Linked DNA regions of Pan troglodytes: region 2 is linked to region 1. The links are chromatin contacts, called in public HiChIP or PLAC-seq maps. All regions are on one chromosome and are shown on one strand. The core of a region is the stretch at or near the end of the contact, and the rest is flanking DNA. Distances in the headings are between cores, read along the strand shown. Region 1 holds the start of KLHDC8B (kelch domain containing 8B). Region 2 holds the start of USP4 (ubiquitin specific peptidase 4).

What was found. HiChIP or PLAC-seq counts read pairs in DNA pulled down with a chosen protein or histone mark.
Region 2: a contact with region 1 is called in an H3K4me3 HiChIP or PLAC-seq map of stem cell-derived excitatory neurons, with 2.6 times the contacts expected there. The contact joins the promoter of USP4 here to the promoter of KLHDC8B in region 1. A contact is called at or near these places in 1 of 7 Hi-C or Micro-C datasets (stem cell-derived neural progenitor cells) and 1 of 1 datasets of contacts at active chromatin or transcription factors (stem cell-derived excitatory neurons).

What each region holds. Positions count from the first base shown.
Region 1 is chr2:53,201,192-53,204,408 of NHGRI_mPanTro3-v2.0_pri, reverse strand. KLHDC8B (kelch domain containing 8B) reads right to left here and starts at 1,613. Exons shown (of 6, transcript XM_526201.9): 1 at 548-1,613.
Region 2 is chr2:53,371,391-53,374,938 of NHGRI_mPanTro3-v2.0_pri, reverse strand. It overlaps USP4 (ubiquitin specific peptidase 4), which reads left to right and starts at 2,211. Exons shown (of 22, transcript XM_001163445.8): 1 at 2,211-2,968. The coding sequence starts at 2,868.

The DNA.
Region 1 (3,217 bases), core at 364-2,863:
CCTGGGCAGCCTGGGGGTCCCCACGCCTGCTGTCAGGGGTCAGACTCCAGAGTATCCTTACAACATCCTGGGGGCCATTCCACAGGGTTAATTTAAACCATTCCCACTAGTAAAAGACCAGAGTCAGGGTGTGTTTCAGACTAGGGGGAGGACTAAACACCAGGGTTCCACACTCTCCTCTCGAGGTCCCCCCTCAGGAGTTTGCCCATTCCAAACCCCCCAGAAGCCAGATTCCCTGGTGTCCAGAAGTGGGGTTGGGGCGGGGGGCCGTTGGAGAAATCTCATGACCACAGGACTCCAGGGTCTGAGTCCAGGGCGTTTCCAGCAGGAATGGGCAGCTGGACTTCTGGGTTCCCTCGCAGGAGATCCCCAAGTTCTCCAGCCACCCCTTTCTCTTGGTGGCTACACTCCTGGACCCCTGGCAGGAGGGCCTCTTGGCCCCAAACTTCCAGCTCAAGGATGTGGGGGGCGGGTCTGGGCTAACGCGCTTGGGGTTCTACACCCCGCGCCCCAAACTTCCCCTGAGCGCGGTTCCCGCGGGACTCACCCGCCGGTGCTCCGATGCTGCCAGGGTACGGGGTCCACCGTTCCGCCTCCGTTGACGCCGGATCTGGCTGGGGCTGAAGTCGGGCTCTGGCGGGGCTCCGGTACTGCTCCGGCGCGGGGCGGGGCTGGGCCAGGTCCGCCCCTCGCCCCCCTCCCCCTCCGACTCAGGGAAACCTCCTCTCGCCTTAACCCTGCACATGCCGCAGCTGGAGCAGGGCGTGCCGATCTACGGTCATATGCAAACGGACAGATAAACGGACACGTGGACACTGGGCCTGACAGAATTTAGCGTCCGACCTCGGGCAAGAGTAGAAATGAGGCAGCGGCGAGCGACACAACACGTGTATGGCAAGGGGCAGTTCTGAGCCCGACCCAGCCTGGGTGCGCCCGCTGTGTCGAGCAGGCCAGCCGAACCCGAGGGCTTGAGGGGCCGGCGCCTGCCCACCTCCGCGGAGCTCCCAGGAGCCCAATGACAGGCTTCCCGGCGGCGCCCCCTGGAGGCCACTGGGGACATGGCCTGGGCCTCTGTCGTGTGGGGGCAGCCTGGGGCGCCCTTACCTGGGCATAAAGCAGGAATAGGTCTTACAGTGTACACTGAGGCTAGCGGGGGTGGAGGAACAGAAGGCACCGGCCCTTCTACAAACCTGGGTGGGGAGAATTCCTGGAAGGAGTGATACTGAGCAGAGAATGTGCTGGAAGAGTCAGAGGCCAGGGGACCTCCCAGTGGGTCACTCTGGCCTCATCCTGTAGGGCCTGAGAGACCTGGGCTACTCTGGGACCCAAGGCACATTATAACTATCCATTTTTAGTATCCTGAGCTTGCCTCTAACCAACTCTGGGGTCAAGCAAGAGCAAACTAGTGTGACGGGCCCACCTACCTCAGGCCCAGACCTTGGCCCTGCCTATCTTCTGAGCATTCAGAGTATTAGCTAAGTCTTCAAGCTGAGGGCCCATTTGTACAGGTCAGTGGTACCTGTGGGAAGAGGTCCTTGCAGTTGTCTGTGTCTGCTCACTGCCTTGTCCCCCTTTCATGGACAGTGCTTATCTTAGTTTCCCCCAAAGCAGACCTGGACAAAGATATACATGCATATAGTTAGTATGGGAGGTGAGGCCAAGAAACACCAGCAGTGGCAAGGAGACAAGGAAAGCAGCCAATAAAGGAAGTGTCATCAAGCAAGCTACCACTGTGGGCCATTGGGACCAAATCCTGCTGGGGATTCTGGGAGCCAGCGTAGAACATAGGCCTTACATCATTGCTGCCCCCAAGAGCAAGGGGAGCTGAGATACTCATTCTCAAATCTCCATTAGTCATGGGTTGAGAGCTGTTTGGGGGCATTACCTATTAACTCCCTGGCCTCCCTCACATCTGGCCTTCCCAGAAGTCTATGGGTAGACCCTTCCGCATGACCGGAGAAGAGAGCCTTTGCTCTTTTCAGGGACTGTCAGTTGGATTCAGTCGGCCTGCACAGAAATGGTGGTGCCAAGGCTGGTTACAGAGTGCACAGACCCTGACTTGAAGGCCTCAATCCTCCTTGTCCCACTTCACCTTGGACTTGCTCTTCAGTGCCCTCACTTGGGGCACTGTTTCCACCCTCTTGTGATTGCCAATAGGCTTCCAAGAGGCTCACACTGCTCTGCAGCCCCCTTCACATTTGCTACTGTTCCCTTTCCAAGCTCCCTCCCCCTCCTTTCCAGCAATTAAACACTTATGAGCCACTTGCCTTTAGATACCTCCCAACACCCCAAGTCTCTCTAGTCTCCCCTTCCTCCCCTCCAGTCAAACTCTTGAAGCCATCTGTCCTCACAGGCTCCACCTCCTTGTTACTTGTCACCTCAATGTGCTGCCACTCCTCCCCAAAAATTGTTCTTGGAAAAGTCATCATGAAATACCATATAGCTAAAACTATATGTGCCTGTGGTCCTTCACTAAATCTTGCTAGCATCTTCAAAGTTTTGCCCCTTGTGACCTCAACTCCCTCCTGCTGTTTGTCCTGCCTCTGAGAATCTTTATTTTTTATTTATTTTTTTTTTTTTGAGATGGAGTCTCGCTCTGTCACTCAGGCTGGAGTGCAGTGGTGCCATCTCCACTCACTGCAAGCTCCGCCTCCCAGGTTCATGCCATTCTCCTGTCTAAGCCTCCCGAGTAGCTGGGACTACAGGGGCCTGCCACCATGCCCGGCTAATTTTTTTTTTTTTTTGTATTTCTAGTAGAGATGGAGTTTCACCGTGTTAGCCAGGATGGTCTCGATCTCCTGACCTCGTGATCCGCCCACCTCAGCCTCCCAAAGTGCTGGGATTACAGGCATGAGCCACCGCGCCCAGCCCACCTCTCAAAATCTTTTTTTTGAAACGGAGTTTCACTCTTGTTGCCCAGGCTAGAGTGCAGTGGCGTGACCTCAGCTTACTGCCACCTCCGCCTTCCGGTGGTTTCAAATGATTCTCCTGCCTCAGCCTCCCGAGTAGCTGGGACTACAGGCACGTGCCACCATGCCCAGCTAATTTTTTGTATTTTTAGTTGACATGGGGTTTCACCATGTTGGCCAGGATGGTCTCCATCTCTTGACTGCGGGATCCGCCCGCCTTGGCCTCCCAAAGTGCTGGAATTACAGGCATGAGTCACCGTGCCTGGCCTAGAATCTTTTGCAGGCTCTGCTTCTTCTCCATCACCAGG
Region 2 (3,548 bases), core at 962-3,461, 170 kb before region 1:
AAAAATACAAAAATTAGCCAGGCGTGGTGGCGCACGCCTGTAATTCTAGCTACTCAGGAGGCTGAGGCAGGAGAATCGCTTGATCCAGGGAGGCAGAGGTTGCAGTGAGCTGAGATTGCCCCACTGCACTCCAGCCTGGGGGACCCAGCAAGACTCCATCTCAGAAAAAACAACAAAACAAAACAAAACAAAACAAAAATGAGTTTCAAAGAACTTTCATAGAAGGGGACTTGTTAGGGTTGGCTCTGCAGATGTAGAATCATCATGTGGTGGTAACTCTTATCTACAGGGGATTAATTACTATGTGGTTATTTAAGGCAGTTTTAATTCCATATTTACTTTCTCCTACTATCTACCCAACTGCCAAGAGGCCTTTCTTATCAGATGGTGTGTGATGGATGACCCAGGGAGTGCAAATTAATTTCAATTGGCCAAACCCAACATAAAAATAGTAAATCTGTTCAAATGACCTACCGTATTTTCACTGGGCCAGTTCCCCTTCCTTCACCCCTGACACAAAACATAGCTCATCTTTTCAACAGGAATAGGTAGAAAAATAAGAATAATAAAATAAAATAGACATGGCTTCTCTGTTTCTCCTCTTCTCCCTCACAGCCACCTCCATAGTGAGAGGTTCCTAATGGTTCTGTGTCTGAGTTACACCACCGTGGGCGTGAAGCACCCTCAGCCATTTTGTCTCTGCTTCAAAACTTCCTACAATGCCTGCCTGCCTTTTAAGGCAGGATATATGGTCTGTCTGGCCTCCTTTCTAGCTTTAGATCCCCTTAGGCTGTTGTAGCGTTGTAGTGCCCGGCTCAACTGGCCTAATCCCCACTCTCTGATCCTGTCCTGCCTTTTCCAGAAATTATCTTCTGGTCCCTTGAGTCTCCCCTCCTGTAACATGCATCCTCATCTTTATTCTGCCAGCATTTTTTTTTCAATACCACACTCAAATGCTACTCAAGTCAAAGGCTTCCTATGAGAGCAGGGGTTGTGCCTGGCGTTCTACAGCCTTTGGTTCACACCCCCTTTTTTTTTTTTAGAGGGGGTCTTGCTCTGTTGCCCAGGCTGGAGTGCAGTGGCGCAATCTCGGCTCACTGCAACCTCTGCCTCCCAGGTTCAAGCGATTCTTCTGCCTTAGCCTCCCGAGTAGCTGAGACTAGGTGTGGGCCACCACGCCCGGCTAATTTTTTTTTTTTTTTTTTTTTTTGTATTTTTAGTAGAGAAGGGGTTTCACCATATTAGCCACGCTGGTCTCGAACTCCTAACCTCGTGATCTGCCCGCCTCGGCCTCCCAAAGTCCTAGGATTACAAATATGAACCACCGCGCTGGACGCCCGTTTTTTTTTTTTTTTTTTTTTTTTTTTTTTTTTTTTTTTTTTTTAAGACATTTCGGTCTCCACGTTGGTCAGGCTGGTCTCGAATGCCCAACCTCAGGTGATCCTCCTGCCTCGGCCTCCCAAAGTGCTGGGATTACAGGTGTGAGCCACTGCGCCCGGCCGGTTCACACCCTTTATTTGTATTTTTTTTTTTTTTTGAGACAGGGTCTCACTTTGCCGTCCAGTCTCAAGTGCAGTGGCGCCATCTCGACTCACTGCAACCTCGACCTCCTGGGCTCAAGGGATCTTCCTACCTCAGCCTCCCAAGTACCTGGGACCACAGACGCGAGCCACTGCCCGGCTAATTTTTGTATTTTTTTGTAGAGACGGGATTTCGCTATGTTGCCGAGGTTGGTCTCTAACTCCTGGGCTGAACCTATCCTTCCGCCTCAGCCTCCCAAAGGGCTGGGACGACAGGCTTGAACCACCGCGCCCGGCCTGGTTCACACACTTTAATGGCACTTACCACATACTGCTAGGCATTGAGGTTATTTCTGTAACATCTCTTCTTTTCTACTAGATTCTATGAGGGCAGGAACTAGGTCTTATTTTTCTCTGAGGACAAGGACTGTTAGACAAGTGTATGGAGACGCATCTAGACCAACTGCCTGACTTCCTCTTTCCTCTGGGTTTACTTCTCCCTCCAAGAGGAGGGTTGTGTGTGTGAGCGGGGCGACTGGAAAACATAGTGTTCAGGACGTTGTATCTTGTTCCAGGAACTAAGTACACGCCTGGGTAACTAATGTGGAGTACCTCTCCTTCCCCTGTTGCTATCGCCCCTCTGTGGCTGCTTGGCAAGTAGCTCAGTATGAAGAGCTGACGGAATTCTGCGGTGGGCCAGGTGGCTCTGGCGTCGATTGTTTAAGGCGACTGTTAATGACTACAACACACCATTGAGTCTTGGTCCCAAGGCGCTGGTGCACATGGTACTTCCCGAAATCCCTGTAGAGCCGCTGGAGCAGGAGCCCCGATCCCACGTTTGGGCAGCTGACTCGCCTAAGGCCTCCAGCTGAAAGCGGAATTGCAGGGGTGAGAATGAGCAGACCTAACTACCGGGCTTCTCGCACTTGGCCTGCATTTATTTAGGACCACGATAACCTCGAAGGCCAGGTTGGGGTGCCCGATGGGTCGTGGGCTTGCTGTCTAACTCCCTGAGATCGGCGGGCTGAACAGAGCTTCGAAGTGTAGCGCCATCCTGAGCAGAGGAAGGGGCGCCCGACGGCCGCGTAGCGGGCGGCAGGGCGGGAGGAAGTAGCAGCTGCTGCTCCCCGCCCACCCCTCTCGCATGTGCCTTTCCGCTCCACTGTTCGCCGGTGAGCTAGGTGGCGCGAGAGCGGAGGGGAGAAAAGACAGCGGCTGCAGGAGCCGAAGGCCGCGGCTCGAGGTGGGGCAGGGGCGGGCACGCGAGCGTGCGTGCGTGGGCGCGGTCTATAGCACGCCGCGCGCGGGGCGGATGTCCGGGCCGGCTGGGCCGGGGCCGCGGACGAGATGGCGGAAGGTGGAGGCTGCCGTGAGCGACCGGATGCGGAGACTCAGAAGTCCGAGCTTGGAGCCTTAATGAGGACCACACTCCAACGCGGGGCGCAGTGGTGAGCTCCCGGCTCGCTCTTCCTCTATGCAGAACCAGGGACCGAGAAAAAGGGGCCTCCTTTTTCTCGGCTAGAGTAGGGGCTGGGCGGGGATGGTATGTAGTGACCCTGAAAGAGTAGCCTGACACCTGCCCCTCAGGAGAATAACTCCAGGATCAGCTCTGGGAAAGCGCAGGCGGGGCCTGAGTGTCGTCTCAGTTCATTTGGAGCCCTAGGGGGCGGGCCCGGCGGGGGCCAGGAGGAGGGATGTGGTGAAGGGGAAGGTTGGTGGGGACCCTAAGGGTGGGGAGAGCCCTTTACCATGAGGACTCGCCGTGTGACCTTGGGCGAAGGTGTCACAGACCTGGATTCCTCACTGTTAAAACCAGGATAGCAATATTTGGCTCACCGACCTCAGTGGGTTGAGGGGAAAATCAGAAGTAGATACTTTGTAACTTGTAAACTGCCAACAGATGTCAAGGTCAGAAGCTGAACAAATGTCTGAGAACCCCGATTATTTTGGTAGCAAGTGTCAAAAATATTTGCGGCAGCAGTATCTTGGAGTGGGAGAGGAGGATAGCCTAGGTCCTGGAGCTAGATA